Regions from separate parts of the Mus musculus genome. Here region 2 is linked to region 1. Evidence: chromatin contacts called from public Hi-C data. All regions are on one chromosome and are shown on one strand. Each heading gives the region's core, a stretch centred on a gene start, on an enhancer-like site or on the middle of the called end of the contact. The rest is flanking DNA. Distances are from core to core; before and after follow the strand shown. Region 1 overlaps Bcl2 (B cell leukemia/lymphoma 2). Region 2 overlaps Bcl2 (B cell leukemia/lymphoma 2).

Region 1 (5,299 bases), core at 1,967-4,466:
ACATTGCATTTTCCTTGCGTTAGAGTGGGCTGTCCTTTCTGGCCTCGGGAAGACCATCTGAGGAAGGAAGAGGTTTGTCAGAGAGCCAGCCAGTGTGCCTTGAAATGCATCTGGTTTTATTCATGCTGAGTCTTTCCAGGTGAACTGAGCTAAATTATAAACTACAAAACAAAAGCAGATTTTCCTGAGCGCACCCACATGGAACACACTGAGTTTACCACCGTGTATCAGCCCCTGACTGAGACAGAGAAGACGTAATCACCCTTCTTTTTACTGATGGCTGGATTGATGGGCCATCTTGGTCATTTTGACCGTCACAGAGTGAATGAATGGTTCCCTGGGCTGCAGAGTAGGAGGCTGGGAGTAGGTTGAGACTTGTTATGTCTTAAGGGATACTTTGGAGTGGGCTATTAGGCTTTCAGAAGAGTGTGAGACTTATTTGTCCTAGACCAAAACCTGTAGGAAGAGCCCATCCTGTGAAAGCCACAGCTGGTCTGGGACAGATGTTCCAGGTGCTATAGGTCTTCCATGAAAGCGTTATGGAGCCAATATGGTGTGGAATTTCCAGAAGAGACATCCAGTCTTAAGAGACACTTGCAGGCCAGGTATGGCTGGGAGCTGCCAGTGCCTAGCAAATGTCCCCTATGGGAAGAGCGTCTCCTTTAAGCTCCTTACTGGAACGTATCCCATCCCAGGGTTGAACTCATTTTCAGCAAATCCCCATTAGGAAACTCGGGTGCTTTGTACCTCCTCCCACCATCCTCAGTCAACACTTGCTGATTTAAACACGTGAAAAATCAAACATTTGGCTCCCAGCTCTGGTCCTCCCTGTTTAATCAGTGAAGAGCCCCCTCTTGTCCCTGCCTCTCTCCCCAGCAGCGGTATACTGATGACAGTGATTAGGCCAAGCTGCAGAACTTCATAAGCATGCGCTTTCAGTTCCCATTTTTGGCATATTTTCATGAATTAACTCTTGCAGTGACATGCTAGGCCATGCCACGTGTTCACAGGCCCCATGGCGGGTACAGTGGAACACTGCATGTGTGGCCCAAGAAATGACCTACAGGGTGAGTGTTTCCAGCTGCCACTGGTTCTGTGGAGTATCAGCAGCGCTTGCGGTCACTCTCATATACAAAGGTAGACACTGGGGCTTGTGGGATGATGCCAAGAGACAAGGAGGTGAGTGAGCACACAGTAGCCACAGATCCCAGGAAAGTCAGTGGTGGGTCTATCAAAATGCTAAACTGCACATGAGGCACGGAGAATCCCATCTGGCACCCAGGACAAGCAGAGTTTCACACTTTTCTCCCAGTCTGAGGCACAATAATTAAAATTAGCATGAAGGCCAGGCACAATAGTGAATGCCTGTGATCACAGCTACTTGGGGTACTGGGGTGGAAGGACCACTTGACCTGACTTGAGACCAACCTCCTAACATAGTAAAACCCCGTCTCTTGAAAACAAAGAAATGGTACACTAGGTCCCCTATAGAAACATAGGGTGTGGGGAGGCTGGAGAAGAGCTCAGAGAATCACTGGAGACAGGGCCTTCTCCCACACCAAAAGGTCAGAGGCCCTAGCAGAGGGGCCTGAGCCCAGGGAGCTCTGAGAGGAGCAGGGGCCTGTGGAAGCAGAGTGCAATGCAGATGGACCACTCTGAGAGGAGTCTGGAGGTTACTGCCTGCAACGTTATACTGACATATATTCTGGCATGCACCAGCACATCCCAAGCCATATCCCCAAGGATGCATGAGAAACAGAGAAGATCTTGACTGTGCATATCCAAGTAGTGCAACAGTTTGCAGAGGAAGGGAATGTAAGGCCTGCACAAATCTGAGCCTCTCACCTCATATCGAAGAATGCTCAGCTGGCCTGAATCCTCACCCAGAATAAGTCTGTTGAATGAAGCATCCTACCACAGTTAGCTTGGATAACACTGGGGGAGACAGTCAGAATGAAAGGAATCTCCCTAGCCCACAAACCACTGGGAGCAGAGCTAGAGAATCAGACACCCTGTCCAATTGCATAGAGTGTAAAATTGTTAACTATCCCCCTCATGGATTGTAAGAAAGACAGGTTTTTAAATATAGTTCACATGCCAGGAAATTCCACTTGCTATGAGCAATTCATTTTTTTTTAGAATATTCAAAAGGTGTTACAACTATTACACTAATTCCAGAACACATTTTTTTTATCAATCTAAAAGGACTTCTGTACACATTGACAGTTATTCCATAGTCCTCCCTCTCTCCAACTCCTGACAACAATTCATCTGATTTCTGTCTCTAAAACGTACCCTTTGGGACATTTCCTATAAAAGGAATTATGCTGCACTTGAACCTTTATGTTAATCCTTTCATGTTTAGCTTTTGCTTCAAGGTTCACCCAGCATATAGTACATAGCAGAGCCTCATTCCTTTATGGATAAATAATATTGCAGTGTGTAGGCCCAGGATATTTTGTCTATTGATCAGTTAGCAGATAGCTGGACTATTTCTTCTCTTTGGCTATTTCAAATAATGCTGACGTGAATATTCATGTACAGTTTTTATATGAGCATATGCTTTCAATTATATTGATTATATACTAAACTCTTGGTTCATGCAGTAGCTCACTATTTAAAGATCCATCAAACTGTTTCCTTCCGTGGCTATTGCCTTTTATATTCCCAGTGCCACTGTGTTAAGGCTCCAACACTCTACACCCTCATCAACACTTGTTACTGTCCATTTTAGGAATTACAGTCATCTTAGGAGTTCTAAAGTGCCAGCTCACTATAGTTTCCACAGCAGTTCCCTAACAACTTATAATATTAAGTATATTTTCATGTTCTTATTGGTCACATCAGGGTCATTTAGTCCATTCAAAGTCTTTGCCTATTTTTCAGCTTGGCTAGCTATCTTTTTATGACCTAATTGTAGTAAGATTCATGCACATCATACTTTCTTAAATAGTACAATAACGTAAACTGATATTCTCCCCCAAATAATAACATGTTGTAAATCCAAAGCTAGAAATGATCGCATTCCAGGAAGGGCTCTGGCCAAAGCTGAATGCAGAAAGGGAAATGGAGAGCCTTTTCCAGGGCCACTAGGACGCAGGCTACAGTGGGCAGAGTGGGTGAAACACCCTAAAAAAGGCTACTCTGGTTTAAATGTAAAACAGCCCACAGAAACTCATTTGTTGGAGCATTTTGTCTCCAGTGGGTGGTGCTGTTTTGGGAGGTTGTAGAACCTTTAAGAGGTAGGGCTTATCAGGAGTGGAGACGGGCCTCCAGCCCACTCGGTGCCTTGCTCTGCCTCTTGCTCTGCCAGCCTGTTAGCAAGCAGCTTCACACTCCTGCCACCATGGCTTCCCTGTCATGATGGACAGCATTCCCCAACTCATGAGTCCAAAGAAATCCATTCTCTGTTCCAGTCAGGTAACTTAGCACACTAACAAGACAACTGGCACCAGTGCCTTCCACTGAGGCCCTGCAGCATGTTGTAAGTCTCCTGGCCAAGACTCTGCAGGGTCAGTAGGCCTACATGCACCAAAAGCTTTGAGTGGAAAGCTACCCTGAATTTTTAGAATATTACCAAAAAACTATACGATAGAGACAAATCATATTTAAAGTCTTCTTAGTGCCTTCCACAAAATCATGATTGGTGTCGAAATGAACAAGCAGGCTGACGATGAGATGCCAAGGCTGGGTACAGATGGAGCCTTCAGTCTCTTTTGTGATTAACTTGGTGAATGGAAGGACATAGCTGTAACTCTATACCCATTTCCATGTGTGCCTTTCATACCTCCCCATGCATGAGGGACCTGAACCACAGCTGGATGGGTTGTTCTTCCTGCAGCATCTGCAGAGCTGGTGCACATCACAAGCTTGTATCTGTGCTTCTCCCCGGGTCGTTTCTCACCCAGGCAAGTCAAGTGGTGGGTGAGCCAAGGAACCCTTCAAGTTCCTGCCCAGGGCTTTGGCCATGTCTGGGGTGTGAGACTCCTGTAGCAACTGGATATGTCTGAGAACACCCTTGGACCTGGTATCCTTTGACCAGCCTTTTGGCTGCATGATCTCTAGTACCTCACAGATACCTTTGTAAGTTACTTTCAAACTGTTCTGCTCAAGAAATGAGGTGGTCTTCACATTTCTCATCTTGTGCCCTCTTTGGCTCCTGAGATCCACCCGTTCATTTGCATCCTACCTAGATTTTCATAACAAAATATCTTCCAAACTTCTCTGGCCCAACCCATTGCAGGCAGTTTTATTGTTTTTTGTATTTGGGCTTTTCATCTCTTGTCATTTGTCCAGCAGGTTTCAAGTTACAACCAAATGATGCTTAGATTAGGTTTCCTTGTATGCATGTCTTTGGCCTATGCTTCAAAGAGCCCTGCCTTCCAGGCCCAGAGCCTCTCCAAGATTGAGTTGCATTGACTGAGCAGTGGCGACTCTGAGGAAGAAGAGTGGCACTTCTCATGCCTCGCCAATGCGTTCCTCTACCGCCTGAGGCCAGGCAGCTGTGTGGACTTCAGCTCGGTGTTCACACGCTGTTTTTTTCCTTTCCTTTTCCCTCAGACCTGAATTCAGTATTTTGGGAGAATAGGGAAGGCTCAAGAAGCAAAGTCACAGGGAAGCAAGCCACTGACAAAGCTAGCCTTTTCTTCAGAGGGAACCCTCAGGGCCCAGTTAGCACATGTGGCTGCAGAGGAAATCCTGCTCAGCCAAACGATAAGAAGGAAATGGAGTCACTTCCTCACCAGATGCTTCACTCAGGTAGAAAAAAAGCCTCCACTTCCTTGTGAGTGCCTGCTTCTGCTTCCGCTCAGAGCCAAACCTGATGTCAAAACAATCACGGCTTCCTTGTCCTCAGGGAGCACTTCCGGACTCTACCAATCGATGACTTGTGTTCTTGCTGTCATCTTTATCCCTTCTCTCACTGGCATCCTCTTGAGCCCAACAGTTTAATATCAGCAAATAGTCAATGTTGGATTTGCATGTCTCCTAAGATTCAGAAGCGCCAGGCTTCTATATGTCTGCCTGAATGTCCAGAAATAGCCTAGTTTTATGTAGCAAAGACCTCAATGGCCTGGATTGTTGTGCATTTGTAGAGAGAATCTTATAAGTATGTCTTTCCAGTGTGGGTAAGACACTACAGGTGTCCCCAATGGAGGGCAAGTTGTCAAACGCTACCCTGGATACCTGCCTCGCAGAGGTTCACAGGGAATGAAGGAGGAAGTGATATCATGCTTAGCAACCATGCAGCACAGAAGCTGACCAGAGAGTAGATGATGTGCAGTGCCCTTGTGAGCTGGCT
Region 2 (5,299 bases), core at 1,069-3,568, 51 kb before region 1:
TCACAGTCCCACAGGTTCTTGTTCTACATTTCAAAGTCCTGGTAGCAGCATCTCTCCTTCTCACCTCTTCATCTGCCCTAATCACCCTGCAGCTATTCATCCTCCTACAGCCATGTTTTTACTATTGTCTCCGTGCTCTCTCTGTCTCCTGCTATCCTCTATGACCTCTGTCCTCTCTATTCCGCACTATTCTCTCCTCTCTCACAGATGGCTCTGGACAAGCTCAGCATGCCGGACATACATGTTCAGTCTGCTTCTTTTTCCCTCTGCTCTCTCTTAATCACAATAAAGACCTTAACCATACAATGGAATGGTCATGTTTCTGTACTTGCCCTCACATACAGTGTCTAAGCAGAGACTCAACTCTTATCTCTGTCCGCAGTAAATCTTGAGAGGAATTCTGTCTGAGTCCGTGTGCCTACTTTTGGCCTTCAGGAAGGAGGAGTTGTTTTTTAAATAAAACCTTGTCCCAGCCCTCCTGCAGCAGACGTGAAAAGTACACTGTTTTGCCTTTTCTTGAATTCACCCTCAGATGTTTTCATAGGCGCTTGGTCACAGCAAAGTGGTCCCTGTGTACAAACCGCCCACTCTCTGAAGCATGATTGATTAGCAAAGCTGCTCTGCTCAAGGGCAGTCTGTTTTCCCGAGCCTGGATGTTGACAGGTCCGACATGCACAGATTTTAAAACAGGTCGCTCATGCAGGCTGTAGGCTGTGGGCCAACATGCTGGTTCTTGAGAGAGAAGAGAGGGAAAAGGACCCAGTTTGGGGAGCAGAGGAAACTATATGGATCTGGACCTTAAAAAAAAAGAGGGCAGCTTGGGCATACCTACTCCTTACTGCAAAGCTGCTCACTGGTGTTTGGTGCCAAGAAAACAAACCCTGTCAGCAGAGGAAATGCAAGGCAAAGGTAAAGATAGGGACGGACTGGCAGAGCTCACTCAAATAGGCACAAGCTCCACTTGACTAAGAATCTCTAAACATCAAAGAGAGGCATACATTTAAAGAGAAACTTGAGACCAAATCAAAGTAGCTATGATGGCCGTTTGGAAATGCAGCCAAGCAATGACACCATAAACAGGAAGAGGCACGGTTTGGATCGTGTCTCTGCTTGTTCGTTTGCTGCATGGCATCTAGCAGAGTGTCTTTTACAGGGCAGAGCCCACATTAATATTTAGTCATAGAATGATGGGGCTGAAAGTAACTTTGGAAATGATTTGCCAAGTCTCTCTATTTCACATACAAGTAAACTGAGACTCAAACAGTTTAGTTATGGTCTCAGGGTGTCTTCTCCACAACCAGGCTGTGAATTCTAGTAAAGCTAGCTTTTATAGACTTACGCAGTCAGCATTTGATCCATTAAGTGAGGGAATATGCTGATATAGTGATCCCTCCCCCGCTCAAAGCCCGAGTTGAAGGCTTGGTCACCAGCCTGTGGCACTATTGGGAGATGGTAAGACCTTTAGAATTTGGGGTATATAGTATGAGGAAGATATGTCGGTGGGATGTGTCCTTGGATAGGATATTGGAACCCCTAATGGATCCTCTTCATTTCCTTGTTTCCTCATCACCATAGGTGAACAGACCTCCCTTCATATAGAGTACTGAGATGCCACAGTTCCAAAGAAATGGGCCAAAGAACTATGGGCTAAAATAAACCTTCCCTCCTAACTAAATTCATTTATTTGTGGCATTCGTTAGAGTAGCAGAAAGCCAACTAACCAACTAAATAAATTTGTGGTTGTTGTTGAATGTAGCGCTGGCTGACCTTACACTCAGAGATCCACCTGCCTCTGTATCCAGAGTCCTGGGATTAAAGGGACATGGCACCACACTTGGCCTTTAATTATCTGTGTAATAAACCCTATTTCAAAGCCATGCCTTCTTTGACAGTATGTGTAATAGTCTCTTTCATTCAGTTATATATATATATATTGGTTATCATTCACCCATGTAGATCTTTGGGGTGGTGGGCATAGAGAGGTTTGTGAGGTTCAACTGACTTTCGGGAATCTGAGTTTCCAAACATTCTAGTTATATTAAGTAAGTCTTAATGTCAGTGTTGGATGAAAATGTAGGCTTTTCTTACAATAACTTGTTACATGCTCAAGATGTAAGCAGCTTGGGAAAGAAAATTCTGCATGAAGCTAACAATGGTCTGTTAGTATACTGTAGTCAACTGGGTATCAGTGTAGCAGTGGAACCAAAGATCTTCAGAAAGAACAGCCCTTACCCCTCTGAGTGTTCTCCTCTGCGGCACCAGTTCTTTGTGCAGCTAACAGAAGATGCCTGGTCCATCCAGGCACACCTTGCAGCAAGCTCCCCAGTCTTATATGACAGCCATCACGTGACTCAACATCCTATCTCTGTCATTTTTAGCCTTTGGCTATCATGCTACCGAGAAAGATGAGAATACATTTTTATAAGTCCCTTAAAAATTATGTTTGTCAGAATTTATTGTCCCGAATCAATTTTAACAAGTGACAAAAGTGTCTAGAATCTTCCTGTCTGATGCAAGGTTTGTAAAGGGTCAGATGATATCATACCTTTGAGGATGAATCTGTCACTTAACTGCTATACGTGTTGCAGAGAACATTTTAGTAGCCCACTGTTTGGTATCTTCACTGGTGCCTCCTATCTGGTTTCCTGTGTCATAAAGAAAAAGCTGCATGGAAATAAAGGCAGGGATCCTAACGCAGTGTGGGTTTGGTTTTGCTGTTTGGTGCGAGGAGTTGTGTGACTCTAACTCTAAGAACACCGGTAGTGGTGTCTGCCTGCATTCTGAGAATTTAAGGAGGTGAGGTTTCTACACAACAAAATCACCCAGCCTATCTGTGAGGCTTTCTGCAGAGTGAAGGCAAAAATAAACTCCAGCAAACAAAACAGGAAGAGTCTGAAAACAGTAAGATGTGTGTGTTCAGACGCTCAGAATCCTTAAAGCTTAGGTGTGGTTCTGCCTACTTCAAAGGTGTGTGTGTGTGTGTCTGTGTGTGTGATGTGTGTGTGTGTGTGAGATGTGTGGTGTGTATGACTAGAGTATGTGACTGTATGTGTGATGTGTATGTAATGTGTACATTTGTGTGCAGTGTGGATCTGTATAGGGGGTGATTGTAGTGTGTTGCAGTGTGAGTGTGTGTAGTGTTTGTGTGGACTATGGCAGTGTGTGCGTAGTATGTTTATGTGTGAGGGTGTGTGATATGTGTATAGTATATACATTTGTGCATATTGTAGGTATGTGTAGGATGTGTGTAATGTGTTGTAGTGTAAGTGTAGAGGGTATGTGTGGAGATGTGTGTGATGCAGGTTTAGTGTATACATTTATGTGTAGTATGGGCATGTGTAGGATGTGTGTATAGTGTGTTATAGTATGAGTGATTATGTAGTGTGTGAGTATGTGTGTGTGCTTGTGTGTATGTATGTGTGTGTGTAGGTGTGTATGTGGAGTGTGTGTGTGTGGTGGGTATGAGTACGTGGCTGCCTTGCTTTGTCTGGCCTTCCTTTTGTTAGCACACACACTCTCTCCTAGTGACTTAAAGCCCTCTTCTTACAGCACCTGAGTTCTCTCCTTCGACTTGCAGCTACTTTATTGAGCTACGAAAGCAAACATAACTTCTTACAAAATAAAGTCCAAATAACCTAAAAGATCCAATGGAATCTACCTTTGAAGCAATATTATACTAAGCACTTTAAGATTTTCCATGGAGAAAATCCCAACCCAATGGACAGCCTTGCTTAACCCAAGGCTTTCCCTGGTTTAATATTTCTCCTCTACCCGCCATCTGCTTTGCCAACAAAATAATGCTTTCCCTGGGTATATACCCCACCTCTCCAGTCTCATTAAAATGATTTTCATCTGCATTTAAAATATTTGATGATGATTTGACATTCATAAGGATAGGAGGTTGAATATTACATTATCTTATCAAAAGATTTTCTTCTATTCTTTCCTTCTGCTCCTCCCTTCCTACTTCCCACCTCCTTCCTTCTCTTTGATATTCTCCCTGAATTGCTATCTGTGAAGATACAAAAAACTAACTGTAGACATGTCTGACACCTCCAGATGTTATTGCACTAAAGCTGCCACTCCTGAAAACTCAGTGGTTGACACCGGGTTGCAGGGCTACAGCAGAAGATGACAGCAAGAGCCACCTTGGGAGTTCTTGAGTCACACTGGTCCTAAAATCATCACTAGCAGGAACATGGAAAATGGTTTGAGAAGTGGGTGTTCTGAGAATGCCCATTGTAGGACAGGCAGCTGAGAACATCCAGCCTGAGAAGGTGACAAGGACACTGAAGGGCAGGTTCTAGCCATGTCAGCATCCTCCTGAGGACCCTGGAATCTGCTTCTACACAGTGTTTGACAGTCATGTGTCAACACGACATGGTTTCTTACTGTTTCAGGAAAACATGATTTTTGTCTCACCAGTACATTCTATTCTATTCTATTTTCTGTTCTAAGAAATCAAAATATGGGCAGAAGATAAGTTCAAAGGAAATTTGCTACTTCTGGTGGCTAAATGCAGTCAAAGATATCTGATCATGATGCTAAAATAGTGACATTTCTTGTTTATAATTCTAAAGGGAAAGTAAGGTGCAGGACAAAATTGAGATACAAGAATCTGAGAAATTCAAGCCAGAAAACCCACCCATCTAGGATGCTCACAGTTGTTAGGAATCGGAGATGGTTTTTAGCCCTTGGCCTTCATGGTAGGCTTCTTTTTTAAATTAAAAATTTTAAATTTATTTTCAAGTAACAAACATTGTGTCTAGAGGCTTTTGTACTTCTTCCCACATGATAAAAGGCCATGCCTCCTAAGTTAACTAAGCATATTAACCACACACAGTGAGTGGCTTGCATTACTTTTCCATACCCTCTCTTGGCTTTGATCTTCCCATTGCAAAGCCAAGAGGACCATCAAGGGAGAGAAATGAGCACACCGTGTGTCCTTTCCTCTAGTGTGGGCAGTCTTCTTAGTCAAGAAGCCCCTTTGGGTAACCCAGGGACTAAATAACACAACCAGACTCCCCCACCCTTCATCAATATTTAATTAATATCGATTCTTTGTGTAGCTTCTTCTTACTTCAGAACCTCCACAGATAAACTTTCTCCATAAATGAGCCTTTTAAGGCATATATTCTAAATATCTCTAAGCCTCAGAGAGCAGTTTTTAAACAAGCTGTGCATTGATTTCCTCTAACTCCCACATATTTCTTGAGTGGTTTTCCTGAAAGATTCTTTGGTTCATTTAACAAAAAAAAAAAAAAAAAAACAAACCCTGTCCCTGGTTGGTCAAGGTTAT

What was found. A called contact is a pair of places that touch in the nucleus more often than the background predicts.
Region 2: a Hi-C map of CD8 T cells shows a contact between it and region 1, with 1.7 times the contacts expected there. The contact joins two enhancer-like sites. A contact is called at or near these places in 5 of 39 promoter capture datasets (the 3T3-L1 cell line, the C10 cell line, embryonic stem cells and 2 more), 3 of 15 datasets of contacts at CTCF or cohesin (CD8 T cells, the NIH/3T3 cell line and large pre-B cells), 33 of 484 Hi-C or Micro-C datasets (the AML12 cell line, B cells, the C2C12 cell line and 17 more), 7 of 115 datasets of contacts at active chromatin or transcription factors (the 230-238 cell line, CD8 T cells, Th17 cells and 3 more) and 2 of 9 other capture datasets (adipose tissue and liver).

Annotation. Positions count from the first base shown.
Region 1 is chr1:106,548,703-106,554,001 of GRCm38.p6, reverse strand. All of the region lies in intron 1 of Bcl2 (B cell leukemia/lymphoma 2), which reads left to right. Among named protein-coding and RNA genes, the nearest start is that of Mir3473f, 4.7 kb to the right of the region's middle. Within about 2 kb of position 3,216, at least 4 of the 459 cell types and tissues checked have an H3K27ac peak or open chromatin away from gene starts, as enhancers often do. A contact at or near this core is called in CD8 T cells and regulatory T cells, where this site is marked.
Region 2 is chr1:106,598,495-106,603,793 of GRCm38.p6, reverse strand. The region is part of intron 1 of Bcl2 (B cell leukemia/lymphoma 2); the gene reads left to right. It overlaps Gm37053 (a long non-coding RNA gene), which reads left to right. Exons shown (of 2, transcript XR_878433.2): 2 at 1-31. Among named protein-coding and RNA genes, the nearest start is that of Gm37053, 14 kb to the left of the region's middle. Within about 2 kb of position 2,318, at least 47 of the 459 cell types and tissues checked have an H3K27ac peak or open chromatin away from gene starts, as enhancers often do. A contact at or near this core is called in CD8 T cells and regulatory T cells, where this site is marked.